3 separate regions of the Sus scrofa genome follow, and all the other regions are linked to region 3. Evidence: chromatin contacts called from public Hi-C data. All regions are on one chromosome and are shown on one strand. The core of a region is the stretch at or near the end of the contact, and the rest is flanking DNA. Distances in the headings are between cores, read along the strand shown.

Region 1 (3,718 bases), core at 917-3,416, 110 kb after region 3:
CTATTTCCCTTAAAAAACAGAGAGGGATATTCAGATTTAGGAAACCTTTAGACTCTGTTTGCTGAATTGTCCCCTTGAAAACTTTTTTATTTAATTGAGAAGCCAAAATATAAATTTTACCCAGTCTCCATGCACTGAATTATAATGAGCATAGTTAAATAATATATATTTTGATTTTTAAAATTATTTATTTATTATTATTATTTTGGCTGTGCCCACAACATGCAGAAGTTCCCAGACCAGGGATCCAACCTGAGCCACAGCAGTGACAGTGCTGAGTTCTTAATCACTAGGCCACCAGGGAACTCCCAAGCGTGACTTTTTTTTTTGGCTGTGCCCTCAGCATGTAAAGTTTTCAAGCCAGGGATTGAACCCATGCCACTGCAGGAACCCAAGCCCCTGCAGTGACAATGCTGGATCCTTAACCCCTGCTGCACCACAAGAGAACTCCCTATTTTGATATTTAAAAATCCTCAAATTTGTGTAGCAGCTGATAAGTTTTGGCATATGCTATTTTAAACAGTGCTCCAATGGCAGAAAAAAAGTCACAACGCTACTTAGAAAGGTGCACACACACAATACAGATTTTAAAAGTATAAGGGGAGGTTGAGGATAGATACATATATACCTATATACAAATACTTAAAGATTGTTTTTTCTGTCAAAAATTAAATTGACAGAAAAAAGTAAAAAATCAAAAGCATACTACCTTTACATAGCAGTAGTAAATTATACTCAAGAGTTTGCCCTTGATCAAAATATTTTACACTTTAGCTATTAAGAAAGACAAAAGCTATAGCAGAAACTGTTAGAGGCCTCTTTTGCTATGGATTCTTGTTAAAGAACACCAGTATAAAACCATGAAGCTTTAATTTTTATTTTGTTTATATATAAAAAAACATTGTCAGTGTTAACAACATAAGTAAAAATATGTATGGGTAGATACGGTACTTAGAAGTATGAACTTCAGTTCACTTGTAGAATTTTTTTTTTTCACTTGTAGAATTTTTTAAAACTTTCATATTTACTGTAACAGCATATCTTATAGAAGATAGCTGTAGTTGCTGTAGTTTCTTGACAAAGGAGGGGGTGGAGGAAAGAGGGAGATCTCTGATTACTGAGTGCAGAGATCAGGTGTATGCTCCAGGCACCAGAGGGCAAGCTCCAGTTTTAAGTAAAAATGGCCTCAAAACAAGGGTAACACCCACCTTCGTGGGTCTTTGCATAAATCAATGCTGGTCAGCATAACATGAACATCTGAAAATGCCGTGGTCACGGCATATGCACAGATCATATATTTCCTACCGACTGTTATTAATGATTCCTTAAACAATTGACAGAAATCCACAAGCGAGGACTCCTGCTTAAGAAGTGTGTGGATATTTCCTTTAGTTTTAATGTTCTTGAGGGAACCAGCAACCAGCCAAAGTTGGCATGTCTTTTAAAAAAAATTATTGTCTCCCAGTGGCCAGTGCAGTTGGTATTAAAGGCAAACTTCTGCCCTCTGTGCAGATGCTGGGCAACCCTGTGAACAGTGCTGTCCCCCGGAGCGCCCATCACTCATTGTGTGGAGCAGTGTCTTTTTCCATGAGCACTTTGTGGCAGTTCATTCTTTGTATGAATCTGTGAATGGCATATGTCAGGCCAATAAGACGACAGTCCTATTCTGGGTAATAAATAGATGCCTTGTTTTTTTGTTTTGTTTTGTTTTTTTCCTTAAAGATCATGAGACAGACATGCTTGACTGTCTAAAAATTTTCTTTGAAATACAGGTAAAATTTTCAAAAGCAAAACATGGCAATATCTTTGCTCACAGATGATTCCTCTTGGGACAAAACAGATACTTATCATTTAAACAAGCCCCACCTTCAGTGAAAACTCCCTTGTGGAAATTCTGCTCTCTTTGTGGTCCGAGGACTCCTAAAGCTGGAAAGCCTCGTTCGTCTCCTCTCAAGCTCTCCCGTCCCTTCTCTGAACTTAATTGGGAATCCCTGCCAGGATGCACTGAAGCAAACCCCACAATTTGATGTATCTATCTTAGCAAGCCGGGAGCACAGAAGCTGTATTCTGCACCCGCTGCAGCTTTCAGTTCAGAATGGAGTCGGCATCTGCTCTCTCGTCTGGCCTCCTCCTCACACTTGCATGCCGCGTGTCCGGAGCTGGCCTGGCCCCTGGACAGGGGACGTCAGGGCAGAGCCGGGGCTGAGTGGAGTGAGCAATGCGGATGCGTGGGGTGGGGGCCGGGGTAGGGGGGAGGAGAGTGGAGGGCAGATCTGGAGCTGACTGTGCAACTGCTATAGCAGGTCTGACTAGTTTTAGGTGCCCAAAGGCAGCTTTGTTTCTCTAGTAACTCCAGGGAGCAGCAAACCTCAGTTCTTAGAACTAATTCACGTCTGCACTACTATCTTTTTGTCCCTTTGCAGAAACCTGTAGCTTTGCAGAGTTGTTACCTCATTCTAAGCTTTTTTCCCTCTAAAAACCTTCACAGGCAGTTAACCAAAAAGAAGATGCTAGTAAACCAGGCGTTTTTGTGCTTCTAAGGAGTTTCATGTAGAATAGTGAAGGGATAGGGATTCTGGCTCTTCAGCACACACACACTCACACTCACTCTCTCATGTTTATAGTGGTCTGTGTGAACCTGTTGAACCAAAGTAAAAAGTTTTCCTTGATCAGGCCATGGTCAGAAAATTAAATAACAAAGCGTTACTTGCTGCAGATCAACCTTTAGCCCCTTGCTCTGCTCTCCTGGCCGACTGCTTATCATTCCACGCCAGCCTCGGCTTCTGGGCTTCAAGCAGGCCTGCTGGAGTACCCCACCCTGGGGATTAGAAGTGTTGAGTTAAACTCAGAGAATCTGAAAGTCCCAAGGTCATCTCTACACCAGAACAGGTTTGCATAAAATTCTAGCCACACCAATGAGATAACGAGTTGGCAACTGTTTTAATCTGATCCTCCCTTGGTGGTTTATCCCATTTTACAATAATACATGATACAGATTTGCTTTTCAGATTTCTTTCCTTTTTAAAGGAGGGAACTTCCATGTACATGTATACGTCTGTGTTTTCCCTGCTGTCATAGCAAACTGATCTGGCAGAGGAATTTGAGCACCTTAGTCTGTAGCTGATGAAGAAATTTTTGCCACCGCCTCTCTGCGTGTCACCACCATTGCAATCAATAGTCTTTCCTGAACAGTTTTTTAAACAGACTGCTTTTAAAAATATTTGTATAATGTCCAGAAATACAAAATAAAAGAGATTTTACCTGATGATGGTTGTTAGCGATCTAACGGTAGTTGGTGAAAAAAGTCAAAATGTGGATTCTTCTAGTGGCACCTGCTGTCTTGCTTCTGAAGCCCCTAAAGATAGGATGAATGGAATGTTCCAGGGTGGCAGCGGGGTAGAGGAGATGCAGGGTTTCCTTAAAGGTCCCTGAAGATCACTGAAATACGGAAAGGTAGTTTCCTTAAAAAAATAAATATTTATTACAGTCAGTGTGGTACTCTGATTACTTTTTTTTATTTTTTTTATTTATTCATTTATTTATTTGTTGTTGTTGTTGTTGTTGTTGCTATTTCTTGGGCCGCTCCCGCAGCATATGGAGGTTCCCAGGCTAGGGGTCCAATCGGAGCTGTAGCCACCGGCCTACGCCAGAGCCACAGCAATGCGGGATCCGAGCTGCGTCTGCAACCTACACCACAGCTCACGGCAACGCCGGATCC
Region 2 (3,676 bases), core at 563-3,062, 71 kb after region 3:
GCCATGAAACAAACTGAGATTTCCAAGAGAGGAGTATGATGATGTCCAAATACTGAGGCTTTAGAGGGCTTGATCCTAAAAGCCTAAAGGGGCCCTTTAGAAGTCTGGGAGAGAGAGAGAGGAAGCAGCTGAGAGAGGATGAGAAGGTGTGGCCAGGGAGACAGGAAGAAAACCACCGGCTGCTGGATCCTGGAGGAGGAGGGAGTGATCAGCTGATCAACTCTGTAGGTCAAGTACCATAAGGACTGATAATTCACTGTTGATTTTAGCAAATGTGGAGGAAACTGATGACCTCCAGACATCAGAGAAGAATTTTAGTCATTGTAACTAATCTATGGCTCTTTTCAAGGACAAAGTTAAGTTTTAGAAGATTTGTTTTTAAAAGCTACTTTCAGTTCCTCAAAAAGTTCCAGAATTACCACATGATCCAGCCATTCCATTTCTAGGTATATACCCCAAAGAATTGAAAGCAGGAACTCAAACAGATAACTGTATGCTAGTATTCATTAATAGTATTATGCAGAGTAACCTAAAGGTAGAAGCAACCCAAATGTGAATGAACAGATGAATGTGGTGTACACATACCATAAGATGCTATTCATCCTTAGAGAGAAATGAAATTCGAATACATGCTAAAACATAGGTGAACCTCAAAAACGTACTAAGTGAAATAAGCCAGACATAAAAGAACAAGTATTGTGTGACTCAACTTATATAAGATATCTAAAATAGTCAAAGTCGTATATAGATGGAATTTAGAATAGAGGTTATCAGATACTGGGGGCAGGAAGGAAAGGAGAGTTACTGTTTAATGGATACCAAGTTTTTGTTTGGAATGATGGAAAAATTCTGTAAATAGATAGGGATGGTTGTACAACAATATGAATACACTTAATGCCACTGAATTGGTACACTTTAAAAAGGTTGAGATGTAAATGTAAATACCACAGTAAAAAGTAAGTATAGGGTTCAGATAAAACACTGTAAAGGGAAACAGATTTTAAAATGTGTGTGTGTGTGGGTGTGGGTGTGGGTGTGAGAGAGAGGAAAAAAATCAATGAATAAGCAAGAAAGAGTATTTTTTGACTTATTTCTGATCTAAGAACTAAGTTTGCTTTGTGTCATCTGTGTATGACTTGCGTTTCCTTGGAGATCCTTTAATACGTTTTTGTTACACTCCTTTCTTAAGGGCTCAAGGCTTAGCCATTAAAGGAAATTGTGTCCCTGGCAGTTCCCGTTGTGGCTCAGTGGGTTAAGAACCCAGCCAGTATCCATGAGGATACGGGTTCACTCCCTGGCCTCGCTCAGTGGGTTAAGGATCCAGCATTGTGGAAAGCTGTGGTGTAGGTCCTAGATGCGGCTTAGATCTGGTGTTGCTGTGGCTGTGGTGTAGGCTGGCAGCTGCAGCTCCTATTTGACCCCTAGCCTGGGAACTTCCATATCTGCAGGTGGGACTCTAAAAAGAAAAAAAAATTTTTTTAATTATTAAAAGAAAATAGTGTCCCCTTATAAAGGTCATTATCATCAGAAGGACAGGGGAAGAGTCAGTTGCTTCAGGGTGATCCAACTAATTACAATTTTTGAAGAAAGAGTTCATCTTGAGGGAAACATGTATATTTCTCTCATCCAGTAAAACCTTTTTCTCTCATATAATGGTCCTTGAAAATAATGTTTCTTGAATGCACATGTAAATAAATTTCCTGCTAAAATCAGCATTTTTGATAATTTAGCTGAGCTGATACAGTGAAAACCTTGAGTACTGGAAGGTTTTGTGGCACCGCATATTTAATAACCGTGACAACTCAAGAATTTTAAGCAGACTCGCCTCCTTGTCTGGGATCTGTCGGCACCAGTGTGTCTCTACTGGCAAGCCCTTAAATGTACTATTTCAGCCAAAACTGTGCTAATGATGGTCTACCAAATTTTAACAGGATATTTTTAATACTTGATATTCTCATGATTAAAAAGAAAAAAGAAAAAAAAAAACTTTCCCTCATTCCTTTCAAAAGCTGCCCCTCTAAAATATGTGACAAATTAAAAAAAAAAAAAAAAAGTCTGAAATTGCTTTACAGCCTTGATGAAACAAAGACTGGTGTGTTGGTGTGGCTGCAGGGAGCTCTGCGCTGCTTTTGTATGATTTCAGAGGTGAATTTAGATGGCTGGAAGATAGATGGGTGCCAGATGCAGTTTGACATAGATTCAGGCAGCTGCTCCTGGGCTAGGTTTCATTAGCTGGTAAGTGCGCCAGCAGAAGCAGCAGAGCGAGGCCCCAAATGCCAAAATGACAGTGAGAACGGTGGAACAATACAATATTCACTAAGTGATTTTAATCTCGGAGATTAAATGTCACCCAATCAGTTTCCAGGTTTTAAAAACCAACTCGTATAAAGCCATTAGGGGACCCAAGTCTTTGTCTGCTGGGGTAAAAGTTTTACTTAAAAAAAAATTTTTTTTATTAGTTTTAAAACAAAATGTTTGTAAACCTGTTTGGGTGCTAAACAATTAAAAATCATGTCAGCCTCCTCAACACGCACACTACAGTAAAAGAAATGTATTCATTATTGCAAATATTCCTCAATAAATGGGCCCAATGTTGGTTTGTTTATCTATCTTTCTTAAAATGAAAATCTTGGAAGAGCTTCCCAGGCCTGTTCCAGGTTTAATCCCCCCTCCCCCACTGCTACACACCCATTCTTCAAAGAAAGACCAAGGTCTCAAAACTGAGAGCTTATATTTATTTGCTTTTGAGACCTTATGATCTGCATAGCTAGTGGTGAATATGTACCCAACCACATATAATTGTGGATTAAAACCATTTTTTTCCTATAAAGATTTTTTGTTCTAACTTCTTGTGGGGTATAAGTAATTATGAAACTGACTCCAGAACTCCCCATGCTTGATTTCAACTCACATGTTTTCTCGGCTGAGAAAAGGAACCTTTATTTAGTATATTAAACTTACTAAACTTATCTTTGCTTTCCTGTAAAGAGTGTTATGATCTAATACATCAGTGATGCAACATTTTATGTGGGGTAGTTTTTTTTTTAATTAAAATTAACACAAAATAAATAATTGATTGGACATGGACATATTTGAAAATTGTAAACCTAGCCAGTCTCTGCTTTTCTTATTTAGTCTTAGGAAGCTAATGCATCACTTATAATAGCTCTGAGGCATTACAGTATGTTTCTGTCTTTCTTTTTTTTTCCTTCAAATGAGTGTGTGCTCAGCTCTCTTAATAACAATGGGAGTTGTATATGTGCTCAGGGGAGAATAGCTTCCATTATGTTTCAGTATTTTTAGTATTTTGCTTAGTAATAATGTTATAATTCAACTCTTTCTTAGCCTACAGCATGGTTAAAATTTTAGAAATATTCCCTGATGGAGTCAGAAACTCTGTATAATCAGGAGCAATTTTAATGTTAATTAATGGCCGTATGGTAACCTACCAAGTTATAGTATCGTCTGAAGTTGAATATGTTACATACATGTTCTCTGCAAGTGTAATTTCCCTGGGCAAGTGCTACCCATCTGTGAACGCATATCCGAATTAAAGGGAATAATAGGTGACAAGTTTTAGTTCATCTAAATCCCTGGGAGCTGTTTCATAGTAACTGAAGCTCCACCTTTCACCCCTTCCCTTTTTCCCCTCCCTTCCTCTTTTGGTCCAGCACTG
Region 3 (3,714 bases), core at 992-3,491:
TTTTTCTGTCTTTCTAGTGCTGTACCTGAGGCATATGGAAGTTCTCAACCTAGGGTTTGAGTTGAAACTGTAGTTGCTGGCCTACATCACATCCATAGCAACGCCAGATACAAGCCACATCTGCAACCTACACAGCAGCTTGTGACAACACCAGATCCTTAACCCACTGTGAGGCCAGGCATCTAAACTGCATCCTAATGGATACTAGTTGGGTTCCTTACCACTAAGCCACAATGGGAACTCCCCATTAACACATTCTTAAATGCAGTATAATAACCCACATGAGAAATGGAGCTGATTTTCCCCACATAAGGGATCCGGTTTGTTCAGAGCATTGCAGGGTGACCTGGCTAAGGGAACATGGTCCACCTCCTGCATCACTATGTCCTGGGGTGAAGATGTTGGACTCCCACACTGCCAAACCCCAAAGAAGTTTCAACACACTGAAAAGCAATGCATACACAATCTGCAGACAAGAGAAGTCTGCATCACAGTCCATTTTCTTAGGTGGATTCAGGACTACAGGCTGAACTCCTGGAATAGGGTAAAATCATAAAGAGAAGAGGTAAGAGGTGTCAGGCTGAGTGTCACAATTAGGGCTTAGGGGAAGGATTCACACTCTAAAATGATAATAATCAAGGAAAGCCTCTACACGACTACAGTAAGCCTGCATGTTCACTTATTATCTCTCCTCTGAATTCCAGACCACTGTATGTTTTAATCTTATAATTATGGGAAAAAAAAAGATCTTCCTCATGTCAAGATCATAAATCAACCCTAGGTCTCTCTAGGTGACTTGGCTATGGAAAATGGATATGGAGTATTTGGATTTGAAAATCTTTTTTTTTCTAGGGATGTGATATGTGGTTTGCCTTTCCTTAGTTTCTTGATAGGAAGCTAATAAATTTCAAATAACCTGCAGAAATGCATCTTGTGGGAAAGAAGATGGATTTCTGCCAGTGTTTTTGCTACTGAGGGCATCTCTATTCAGGTTTATTAGTGATTGCAATTACTTGCAAGTACAAGTATGTGGAAAGCGTTAAGGTTTGTAGAATGGCTGCTAGACAGTAGGCAAGAAATTGAGAAAAAGCCATTGGGAATGGGCAGCCAGAAGATCTAGCAGTAAGCGCGCCTTAGTTTTTGTCAGGGTACCAGGCGAGGAGAGTGGGTAGGAAAGTGGAAGAGTGGTGGAAGAGGAAGGGCTGGAGGAAGCTAATATGTACTCGTACATGTATGAAGAAAACAAACGACAAAGCCCGTACAGCTTCGCTCGTGCCAGTTTAAGAAGTGCCTCTGCTAGAAACTCAATAAAGAAATGGTATGTATTTAGGAGCTGTTTCAACCTGTCCACACCCTTCCCTGACTTCCCCAGAAAACAGGCAAACAAGGAGGCAAATACCATTGCCAAGTCTCTGGCGTCCAGCTCCCTCAGCTCCCAGAACATCACACGGAGCTGTCTTCAAGAGTGGGCACTGCACAGACGTGGGGCAAAGTTTTGACCTGATTCACTCCAAATCTGTCTGCCTCTCAGGGGTGGGGTTTGGCGGTAGGGGCTCCCGGGCAGCTCGAGGCAGAGACTGAGCAGGAGGGGTACAGCAGAAGCAGCAGCGGCAGCCTGCACGCTCAGTAAGGAGCCAACCTCCGCCGTCACCTCCTCCTGCCGGCGCGGAGTCGGAAGCACAGCCAGTCGCTATTGCTGTCACGCCGCCAGCAGCGCGGCCCCTCCCCACCCCGGCACTGCCCCAGCCCTCACACTGTCATTTGCGTGACTGACCCGAACCAGGCGGGAGGGAGGACCCCGGCGCGGGAGGGAGAGGAGAGCAATGACCCGCCCACTCCTTCCCCTCTGGCTCGCGGCGGACACCTTCTCCTCCTCATTGGTCACACATTTGCGTCCATCACCCCCAGGCGGCCCTCGGATTGGTAGAAGGCTCACTTCGGGAGCGAGGAGAGCAGAGTGACTCCGCCGGTCTCCCGCGCCTCCTCTTTCCCTCCACCCCCCACTTCAACGTCCACCCACCTCTCCCCACCCCCAACTCCACTTCCCCCGCCCTGTTCGCGGCGGTGTCCTTAGAAGACTCATTGGGCCAGGGGCGAAGCCAGCCGCCTATCGAGCCGCGCCGTCATTGGCCGACGCCCACGCCCGTCGGCGCGGCGGACTCCCCTATTGGGTGACTTCACTCCGCTCCCCGCCTCCCTAACGCCTCGCCTTCTCAGTCGCCTCCTCCCCTCCCTGCTCTTCCACGGCCCCCTTTCCCCTCCCGTCCCCGCCGCATCTCCCCTGTCCAGCTGGGCGGGGATTGCTGTACGACTCTGTGAAGTCTGTGAGTCACTGCACAACCCATCAATCCAATTAAATGTCTTGAACGAGCCGAGCAGGCGGTGCTGCCACTGCCGCCGCTCGCCCCGCCGCGGCCGCCCCTGCTCGCAGCGCCCCTCTGATCCATGGCTGTCTGTACTTGTTACTGTGTAACCTCCTCCTCCGCCTCCTCCGCCTCCTCCTCAGGAGCCGCTGCAACTTCCCCTCAGCCAGCCTCCTCCTCTGCTTGGGGACTGCAAAGGCATGGGATAGACCTAGAGCCACTTCTGTCTCCCCTCCAGCCCTCGATCAATCTCCTCCCTTTAAATTAAAGTCTGTTCCTCGCTCCTCGTCGTTTTAGAGATTTGTCAGTCTTTTATTTCCTCTGATTTTATTTTCTCTCCCAGGGGCAAGGGGTCGCAGGGGCCGGTGGGTTTATTTTAGGGAAGGGGCTGTCCACCCTCTCCCCGGTTTCTTCTCCTCCCTTTTCGGCCGTGACTTGATTTCCCAGTTCCTCTCCGCTCCCACCCCTCGAACTCACCGTCCTGCACGTGAGTGACGCACCGACACCCCCCGCCCACAGTCCAGACGTCCCCTCCCTCGCAGCCACCCCGACCCGTCTCGGAGCTGGACCCGGTGCCGACTTCGCAGAAGGGTGAGTACCGTGTTGGGTTGGGGAGGGGGTAGGGTGGATCTGGAAAAATGTGGCGGGTCCACTTTGGGGAGGGCAGGGATCACACTGTGGGCTGGAGGTTCCTGGTCCGGCGTGGATTTGAGGTGGCGACTGCTTCCCTCCCTCGCTCCCTTTCCCCCCGCCCCTCGACTCCTTATTCACCAGCCTTGCTGTATTTCTAGGTATTGCCAGACTTCTACCATCGGGGTATTATAACGCTTATAAAATGAGCGGCAATGGTATGCTTTCTTAGTGAGCGGTCATAGCGATTTGATCTGATAGACCGTGACCTGCCAAAAAGTGTAAAACAGCTAATGAGTACGTTTTCCTCCAAATCAAAGTTAAAACTTTTAGTCAATAAAGGCAAAGCAAAAGGTATTTGTAATTTGAATGTGTGGACCAAGAGAAGATAGGTTGCCTAGTGGCATAGCTTTGTATTTTTAGACTAGTGTGGTAGGTCCCCTTTTGAAAAGAATATGGATTCAGTATTAACTGAAGTACAGGTTATGAAGTCTTTGAACCTGTTGGAGGAATGCAAGGTAAGATGGAAATCTAGCTTGACACTTCGTCTTTAGCTCACCTTTATTCCAGCAAGAAATTAAAACACAGAATTTTGTATTTCTTGGTCACCAGGCACAGTGGGGTGTGTTAAGGGCAAATAGGGATTTTTTTCCTTTTGATATCCCTCTTTTATATACTTGATTACTCTTGAACAAAATTTTAATTTGGTTTCTTGGTTGTT

What was found. Hi-C and Micro-C count contacts between places; a contact is called where the count stands out from the background.
Region 1: a contact with region 3 is called in a Hi-C map of liver, with 1.9 times the contacts expected there. A contact is called at or near these places in 3 of 5 promoter capture datasets (fetal liver, fetal skeletal muscle and liver), 25 of 47 Hi-C or Micro-C datasets (adipocytes, alveolar macrophages, blood and 15 more) and 2 of 2 datasets of targeted methods (alveolar macrophages and skeletal muscle).
Region 2: a contact with region 3 is called in a Hi-C map of skeletal muscle, with 3 times the contacts expected there. A contact is called at or near these places in 5 of 47 Hi-C or Micro-C datasets (epiblast stem cells, liver and skeletal muscle) and 2 of 2 datasets of targeted methods (alveolar macrophages and skeletal muscle).

Annotation. Positions count from the first base shown.
Region 1 is chr3:77,295,720-77,299,437 of Sscrofa11.1, forward strand. The region is part of intron 1 of SERTAD2 (SERTA domain-containing protein 2); the gene reads left to right. Among named protein-coding and RNA genes, the nearest start is that of SERTAD2, 110 kb to the left of the region's middle.
Region 2 is chr3:77,261,424-77,265,099 of Sscrofa11.1, forward strand. All of the region lies in intron 1 of SERTAD2 (SERTA domain-containing protein 2), which reads left to right. Among named protein-coding and RNA genes, the nearest start is that of SERTAD2, 71 kb to the left of the region's middle.
Region 3 is chr3:77,190,329-77,194,042 of Sscrofa11.1, forward strand. It overlaps SERTAD2 (SERTA domain-containing protein 2), which reads left to right and starts at 2,242. Exons shown (of 2, transcript XM_005662514.3): 1 at 2,242-2,954. It overlaps LOC102160963 (a long non-coding RNA gene), which reads right to left and starts at 1,987. Exons shown (of 4, transcript XR_002342636.1): 1 at 1,400-1,987.